2 separate regions of the Anas platyrhynchos genome follow, and region 1 is linked to region 2. A link is a contact called in public Hi-C data. All regions are on one chromosome and are shown on one strand. Each heading gives the region's core, a stretch centred on a gene start, on an enhancer-like site or on the middle of the called end of the contact. The rest is flanking DNA. Distances are from core to core; before and after follow the strand shown. Region 1 holds the start of ATG5 (autophagy related 5). Region 2 overlaps CRYBG1 (crystallin beta-gamma domain containing 1).

Region 1 (4,161 bases), core at 98-2,597, 110 kb before region 2:
TGGTACTTTTTAAACTTAAGTTTCTCTGAAACAGCCAATATTGTCTATCAACCAAACATCTGTAAGGTGCAGAAAGGATGAAAACTGCAGAGCACGCTATAAACCAACATCCACATGATTACAGAAAGCACTTCAATTTACATCTCAAATCCACCCATCACCCTTGTCTGTATCATCAGCTTACCAAGCACTGTACTGCTAAGACATCAAAGCTGCCTTTTCTACTACATCTCTCACAGCTGCTAGCATTTAAAGAAAAGAAAATGAGTAGAAGTCATCCACGAGCAAAGGAAATTGATAAAGAATACTGGCTGTAGTATTTATGCTACATGCCTCATCAATTTTAGTGCATACAGGTAACATACAGGCTCTATCCCTTCTTCTGGAGAATCTCTAAGATGCAAACTCACCATGAGTGTACACACAGCCTCTGCTTTTGGTTTATTTGTTGACTTTTTCATAAGGGTATTTAAACCTTAATTATCTGTTGTAACCTAAACTCACTGGTGATATAAAGTTAAATTTTTGAACCTGCTCTGAAGCAAGGTGACTCACAGTGTGGCCATAAGATACATCCAAAAGGTATCAGGAATAGGAAAATAGAAATCCACACACCTAGCAGCATAAAGGATGAGATTAAACAAAACAAACGCACGTATGGGATTAGAGTATCCACGCTGCCGCTGTTACACTCACATAGTAAGGCTCGGCTTCCCTTTCGGTTATCTCATCCTGATACAGCGTGAAGCAGGTTGGTATTCGTCCAAACCACACATCTCGAAGCACGTCTTTGTCATCTGTCATTCTTCCAGGGAGCAGCGAAGCACATGTAGATCCACTCCGTTTCCTCAGCTGGAACTGTAACCCCATGGAGAGAAACAGGTCAAACACCCCTCGTTACAGGTTCTCCTGTAAGCACGAGCTCCCGTCTCACCCCTTTCACGCGCGTTTGCATGGAAAATGACAGAACACCCCCGGCTGGAAGGGATCACGCAGCCCAACCGCCGTTTTCCCACAGAACCACCCCAAAACCGCACACCCCCCTCCCGCACCTGCCCTGACGGGAGGCCCTCTCCCTCCCCGTCCCCTCAGCGAGCACCCCCGCGGCCGCCGGGGCCCGGAGCCGCCTCAGGGCGGCCCTCGCCCCCTTCCCCGGGAGACCCCGTGCGGCCCCGCGGCCGTTAGGAGCGGCGCGGCCGTTACCTGCGGGCCGCCCCGCGCCGGAGCTGCGGCGCCAGGCAGGAACCCAGGCGCGGCCCCGCCCGCGCGCGCATGCGCCGCTCGCCCGCGCGGCTCCGCCACGGCGCCGCTTCCGCCCGGTTGTGGGCGGCCCCCACGGCCCGGCCGGAACCCGGCGCGGGCGCTGAAGCAGAGGGGGGAGGAGGGCGGCGGAGGGAGGGGGTGTGCTGCGCTGCTGCCTGGCCGGCAGGTGTCAGGCAGCGGCTGCCTCTGGTGGAGGCGTCCCGCAGAAATAAAGCGCTTTGGTTCCCTCTGTGTGTGTCTTTTTTTTTTTTCGTAAGGACTGGTGTTTTTATGAGTGTGTCTGATTCTGATTCATATTCTTTATTGATAAAAAATGATACCCTGAACGTGAGCCTGTGGTGGTTTTACTCAGGTGGGCAGCTGAGCTCCGCCTCAGCCGCTCTCTCACTCACCCTTACAGGGAAAAGGGGAGAAAAGAGGGTGGAAAGGGCTTGAGGGTTGAGATAAGGGCAGGGAGATCGCTCAACATCATGTGCAAAGCAGAGTAGGGAGATACTAAAATTTGTTGCCTATAACTAAGAGACTAGAGACGTGAGAAACAAAAGAAACCAGAAACACCTTCCCCCCATTCAGCCTCTTCCACCTTCGCACCTTGAGCAGTGCAGGGGAACAGGGAATGGGGGCTGCGGTCAGTCCCTAACGCTTTGTCTCCGCCACTCCTTCACAGTCACTCTCTGACCCCGCTCCACGTGGGGTCCCTCTCACAGGACGCCGTCCTTCCTGAACTGAGCCTGAGCAGATCCCTGCTTCTGCATGGGCTCCTCTCCAGGGGCTGCAGCTCCGGTCCAGGGCCTGCTCCTGTGGGGGCTCTCCATGGGCTGCAGCCTCCTCCAGGCCACATCCACCTGCTCCACTGGGGGCTCCTCCACCCATGTTGGGGCTGCAGCGTGGAGATCTGCTCCATGGGGGACCCATGGGCTGCAGGGGGACAGCCTGCTCCACCAGGGGCCTCGCCACAGGCCGCAGGGGAACTGCTGCTCTGTGCCTGAGCTCTGTTACAAATTATCAGAGGAGAATAAAACATCATCTTTGTCAACAGCCGCTAAGCAAAATGTTTAGCCATGGTACTTCTGTGGTTTGGGAGGTACCCAGTGAAACTTTCTGTACCTGTTCTATGAGTGTTCTTATGAGACCCAGACCCAGGACATATTAATTCAAAAAACGGGTAAACCCAAGGAGTAAAACTGAAGCAAACATTGTGTTTGGCGTGGTCTACCCCAAAGCATAGGGAAAGGTTTTTGCTGTGTTGCAAGGGCTAGTTTAAACATAGTTTTTGCTGTAAGTGACAAGTCACACACAGAGCTGCCTGGCAGCAGGAGCAAGGACGGTGATGGAGACTCCCCTACACTCCGAAATACAGATAAGTTTCACTTGTCCTGGGTATGGGCTATGGACAGCGCCTCTGAAGGGCATTGCTCATGCTGAGGGGACGGAAGGGCAGGAGTTTCTCTGGGAGCTTTCCTCATGCATTCAGAACAGTTCAGCTGGCATCAGTTGTGTGGAAGCAGCTGTCTTGCAGAGTTGGAATGGTGGAAGTTTCTGGATGCAGGAGGCTCCTTCCACGAAGATCTGCGCAGAACTGATCACACAGACACAAAAGCATCCCCCAAGCCTTGGCCATTGCTATGGGCTTCTCTATAGATTTCTGCAATGTCCCCCATTCTGTTGGTACTGGTTCACTGAAAACAGTCTCTTGAGGGTGCGTTGACTGCAGGAGCTGCTGTGAGATCCTAACAAAAGAAAGAAAGCTTGCCCTGGTTATGAGTAATAAAAATATTTTACACATACGGATTTTCCTACAGGAAATCAAGGAGAACCACATTTAGTCTCTGCCCTTTGCTCCTCAGAGTTCATCGATATGAAAGGAATTTTTTGGTAGGGCCAAAGGGTTTGACTGATTACCGTGGCATCATCATTAAAGCTAATACCAGCCGATACTGAAAAGAAAATGGCCCCAAAACATCCACTGACACAACCGCTCCCACTCATTTTTTCTCACGAGCAGGAAGTCTGCCCGTACTGCTATTAGCAATAATACTGACGGCAAACATATCCTGAGCATGTGGCCTGTGCTGCCCGTTCCTTGCACTTATCTCCTGACACCATACTTAACCTCTACTGCTACCTGCTCTTGAAGCATACCATTGGCCATCTGGACTCCGTAATCAGCATCCTGTTGATTACTAATGACAATTACCAAATAGATTAAACATTTACTTTTGCATTATTCCCTCATGTTGAATATTAGGAACTTAGGCACCTGACTCAGGCATATGGATTCCACTCTATAGGCTGAAAACTGAACACCATTAAAGTGCCCAAGTCTTTTGCTGGATCTAAGTAAAAGATAAGAAGAATAAAACACAGTAAGTCCTAAAGTGTGATAATTTGCTATTTAAAGTATCTTGCTATTTAACCTTCCTAGCAAACTGCTGATGTAGTTACCAGACACAGATGCAGCAGGAGACACTGTAAAATCCGTATGAGATTATAAAGACAACAGTTCCATAGGCAAATGCTGCTTTGCTACGGGGAAGATGAACCTGGTTGTAAACAAATGCATGAGATACAGTGTAACTATTGAAAAAAAATAAAGTAAACCTTCAATGAATGCCAACTTAAAATAATAATATGACTATAAATAATGCACATTAAAATAATAGCTAAGATGGAATGTCAAAAGAGGTACAATAAAAAAGGAATCACCTCCTTTGTCATATTGTTTCCCAGGTTATTATCTAACGCTTCGCATTACGTCATCACTCAGCAGAATGGACCAGCCTGAACTGGAGGGGGAAGAGATTCCCAGAGCTCAACATATTTCCAATTCCAGAGATCCTCAAGCAGTATTCCCCTATTTTAAACTTCATCATCAGACAACACATGGTGAGTCACTGC
Region 2 (4,585 bases), core at 126-2,625:
GCAAAAAGTGTTTTTGTTTGTTTGTTAATGGCTATACCTTTATTGTCAACATCAGATTCTGTTGTAGCAGCCTAATTCTGTGCATGTTTTACTGTGGCTGTTGTCACAGCAATTTGTTTCATGTAGATACTGCTTCTGAACTGCGTTGGCTTTCATAATTTCATAGGTCTGATAAAGCAGCAAATGGAATGATTAGCAAAATTGTGATTAGATGTTCCTACATAACTCTGCATTTTGGGGATATTAATCGTATAGCTGTTAATTCTTTAATAATTTAAGAAGTAATTTTGGATTGATGCTGTGACACATCAGCTATAACAATTGCAAAAGAAACAAACACAACAACAACAACAACAAAAATTACCAATCAACAGTCAGCACTTTGGGACTAACAGGGACGGGACTGGCAGAACTGTGAGGTAAGGGCTATGTGATGGCTGACCGTGATACAACGCTGGCACTAATAGTCATAAATTCGCTTTACTGCCATAAAAATTTATCAGAAAGACCCTGAGAGGAGACAAAGGAGAGTCTAGATTCACAATGACTCTGCGTACATTTTTTTTTTTAAAGTCAGTTTTGAGTTGCTCCAAAAAGCAGGAGCACTGCTGCACCGACTTGTCTTGAGTTAAGCATGTTAAAAGCACGTTACACATTCTGCACTAATTGAAGGACTTCGCCATGGGTAGGTCTGATGACAAAAGTTCAGATGCATTCAGCAGAATTATGTAGGAACACAATTTTATGTAGGATCATAATTTTGCTAATCTATTCCTTTTAGCTTTTATGTGAGAAAGTGTAGTAGGAACTTTATCTGTTTTTGCCAGTTTTGCTGATCTGTTCTTGAGCACAAACTGAGCTTTGACGAATTCTTCAGCAAATGAATGTGTTCGACCGTGCGTTACCAATGCCACCTTGTGGATACTCGGCATGGTGCAGTGCCTTGCCCAGAGCACGGCTCCATCAAAGGAACCCGGAGCTCCGCTGAAAGAAATCTTATCTTTTCCCTTTATTACCTGTTTATAGTCTACCAGATACTGCTTACAACGGACTGTTTGCCCTCGCAGTGATAACTGAGCTACAGGACTAACGTTATTTTTTTTTATAGCTGCTGGTTAAAGTTTTTTCCTGTTCCTGAAGAGCTTTCAAATGTTTCCGCCGCGTATCTCTGCTGCTGTTTAATACTTGGTTGGTGATGGGAAGGAGGCAAATCATGTTGCTGTTAACCTTCTCAGAGACCCTTTATGATTTGGGATGGTGATGATTTTGGAATCTTCCCCCAGATTCCTAAAGGGGAGATCAGCTACGGTGCCTGAGGTGGCATTTCCGTCGTACAGAAGAGCTGCTATTAAATGTGCTTGACCAAGTAGGGCTCAGTACTTAGCACGTCTCTGGGATCTGCTGTAATCTGTATTTGTGATGCTCAGAGCAGGCTTTCAGCTGCCGGGCACATCTCTTGCTCATTCTGGGAAGATGAGGCTGTAGGGAGGCATGGGAGAGGAGGTGCAGAAGGAAGGAGGGTGTCCGTGGGAGCATCCTGGTGTTCAGTGTAGGCAGCTGCTTCAGTGAGAGCAGTGCCTGCTACTGCAGGTGTGCAAGATGTATGCACCTAATGCCTCTGCAGTACGTACTAGATTGAAAAAAAAAAAAAAAAAAAGTCACCTCTGACTTTCTGGTTTAACATTTCATTTACTTCTGAGCTGAAGTTAGTATTCTAACAGCGCTCTTCTACAGGAACATGTTTGGCATTGCATAAAGTGCGTAACTTAAGCCCATCGAAGAAGTGTAAGCATTTTGCAGTCAGGTGCACTCAGCTACCAGTGGGAACAGCTGGACATCGGGTGATGGGCTGTGTACAGCAACTTGTGATGCAGCTGGTCAAAATACAGGGTTACAGTGGTTACGCATAAATGAGTACCAGGCCTCATCCCTTGGCTTATTCTGTATTTATTTTTATGGTTTTGCTCAAACTGTTAACAGCAGGACTACTTCCGTAGTGTAAACATCACCTTGAGAGCAAAGTGACAGCTGTTGTGGGGAAACCCAACTTTGACTTCTGGGAAGTGGCCATTTTAACAGTTAGACCTGACAGTATTCATGTTTTCTTCAGCCTGAACAGGAAAGGAAGCACTGACTTACTGAAGGGCGGTGGAGAGGAACAGGCAGGCCTCCCTGTTTCAAAGAAATGCCAAAAGCAGGCGGTGATGAAAATGAGTTCGTCTTTACAGTGCTTTGGGGAGAGGGAGAAACTGCCTGCATCAGCACTTAGAGCAGCCCTGAAACCAAGAGTAGGACCTGCCTCTGATTTCACAGATAGACTGTGCTCTTTGAATTTTCCTTCGCAGGGGGCTCGCAGTACGATCGCGATCACGTCGTCGTCAACACAGTCAACGAAGAAAGGCTGACGCAGTGCTGGGAACCACTCGTCGTGTAACTCCAGACGAGCAGCGGCGACGTGCGGATCGGGCGCTATTCTGGACGCTAGCATCGGCACTGCCAGCCTGGAAGGATGCAGGATCAACAACGAGAGCTCTGTCTTTTCTTTGCAGTTAAAAAGAGCAAGCAACAGAATGACTTCACACCTCGCTAGCTATCATTATTAACCCCATGAAAGCTTGAGTATCTCTCGGCCTTTTTGTAATCGTCACAGTGCAAAGGGAGATAGGGAATGGTGGCGTGCCTCAGGCCAGCGTGGATGAACGAGAGGTGGGAGAGACCCCACAGTTACAATCATGTCAGGGAGTAGCTAATCCAGAATAGCCAAGAAGTGTAATTTTAAATTATTTTTTAAAGTTTCTTTTTTAACTGAGAGAAGGGCTAAAAACATTAATTAAAGCTTATTTTATAAAGGACAGGAGTGCAATGTGTATGTGGGTATAGCGACTTAGGCCTATGGGCTGTAGGATAGAGGAATATTCACTACTGAAAATTAATATATTTGTTTCACTGGAACAAACTTATGTTTACTGAAAGCTTAAAGACTTCTAGCACACAGCAAATCCAAAGAATTTTTAACACGTGCCTTCAAATCTTTGCTAATAGTATGCTAAAACAGTAAGTCCTAAATTAAGAAAAAATAAATATGATTTTCTCACGTAGAGAGAAGATATAAACAAGTAGATGTGTTTTAGAAAAATACAGGACTGACAAAATAATTTATAAGAATGTGAAGAACTTGCCTGCCCACTTCCTAGGCTGCCTGATATTTTGTTACAAGTATTTTACTTCTTTGCCAAGTCAAGTTTTTACCTTTTAAAACAGCTCCAGTAAATGTAGTCTTCCTGAACTCTAGAATCATTTGCCACATAGGGGGGAAAAAAAAATAAATTCTTAAGGAAACTATCATTAAGCATGACTGCAAAAGCATCTAAGCACAGTGCCCTTTTTAGCCACCACCTTTTGGCCTGTGCTCTGGCTTACTGAGTAGGATGCCAGACTCCCTGGTAGTCCGGGTGATGTTTGAGTGTCTGTGGTGGGCTGCTGGAAGGAGCCCTCAGCCCGCCAAGCTTGGATACTTGTCATGGGCACAGGGGCAGCACCCATTCGGAATTAAGCACTGCAGGTTTAGTGAAGAACTTGTGGCAAGTGAGAGATACTCAGGTGACTCCTGGAGGTTCCTCCGTTGCCCGGTGCTGAACCTATTTGTTAGCGTTCCTTAATGATGTTGGCAGAAAAGTAAAATACGAAGAAACTTTTGTACATGCTGCTGTGTTTTGTTCTGGCTTGGACCAGTGTTACTACATGCTGCTCCTAGGAGCATCAGGCCTTCGGCTGGCACAATGAGTCTGTCCGAAAGTAACGCTTTCGTGACTGTTGTGTTGCCTCAGAGGGTACTGGTGCTTTCGTTGTTACCACCACGGAGGAAGTGCTTCGCTAGTTTTCTTCCTTTTGTACAGAAGTTTTGTTCCTTCTCGTGTGTTGCTTTTAGTTCTTCATAGCGAATGTGTTATTGGTTCCAAGCAGTGGCACTTTGTCATGTTGATGTGCTCTTGCTATATATAATATAGCATTTCATAAATAAATATAAGTTAGGTAACACTTCACTGAAATTATTTTTAAGTTAAAAATCTAACATTCAACAGTTTTGCTTCTGTCTCTTTTCTCTGGCTGTAATTATTGTGCTGCAGCTGCCTAATGAATGAACGCAGGGTGGGGAATAGCTGCGGGCTCTGAGGAAGGGCTGCCTCCCTTACACAACCAGCTGCTCAGTGCACTTGCAGATGGGGCCGCAGATCCCATGGCTGCTGCTTCTGTCCCCTGGTAGGTGCACTGCGTGACGTGGTTTTCCTGTCCTCATCGCTGCACCACATTAACTGTGCAGGTCTCAACTCAGAGGTTACCGCTTCCCCTTGATCTGCCTGCACAGAAGTAACTCCCTCCCACCTCTGACAAGAAGGTAAATCTAAAAGCAGACCAAGGGTCACATACCCCTCAGACTCTGCAACTCCAGCAGCAGTGAGAGGGCACGGAAGGAACCAGGTCTGATTACTGACAAAATCACGTCTGCCCTACCCACCTGAACACTGTAGTCAGCTGAATCTGTACTGAGAGTTAGACAATTAGAATAATTACCAGTTACAGACCG

The links. A called contact is a pair of places that touch in the nucleus more often than the background predicts.
Region 1: a contact with region 2 is called in a Hi-C map of liver, with 5 times the contacts expected there. The contact joins the promoter of ATG5 here to the enhancer-like site in region 2. A contact is called at or near these places in 3 of 8 Hi-C or Micro-C datasets (liver, skeletal muscle and subcutaneous adipose tissue).

Annotation. Positions count from the first base shown.
Region 1 is chr3:74,385,895-74,390,055 of IASCAAS_PekinDuck_T2T, reverse strand. ATG5 (autophagy related 5) reads right to left here and starts at 1,347. Exons shown (of 8, transcript XM_027454761.3): 1 at 1,204-1,347; 2 at 697-858. The coding sequence starts at 804.
Region 2 is chr3:74,276,696-74,281,280 of IASCAAS_PekinDuck_T2T, reverse strand. It overlaps CRYBG1 (crystallin beta-gamma domain containing 1), which reads left to right. Exons shown (of 23, transcript XM_072036138.1): 23 at 2,346-4,081. The coding sequence ends at 2,434. Among named protein-coding and RNA genes, the nearest start is that of QRSL1, 22 kb to the right of the region's middle. Within about 2 kb of position 1,375, at least 1 of the 8 cell types and tissues checked has an H3K27ac peak or open chromatin away from gene starts, as enhancers often do.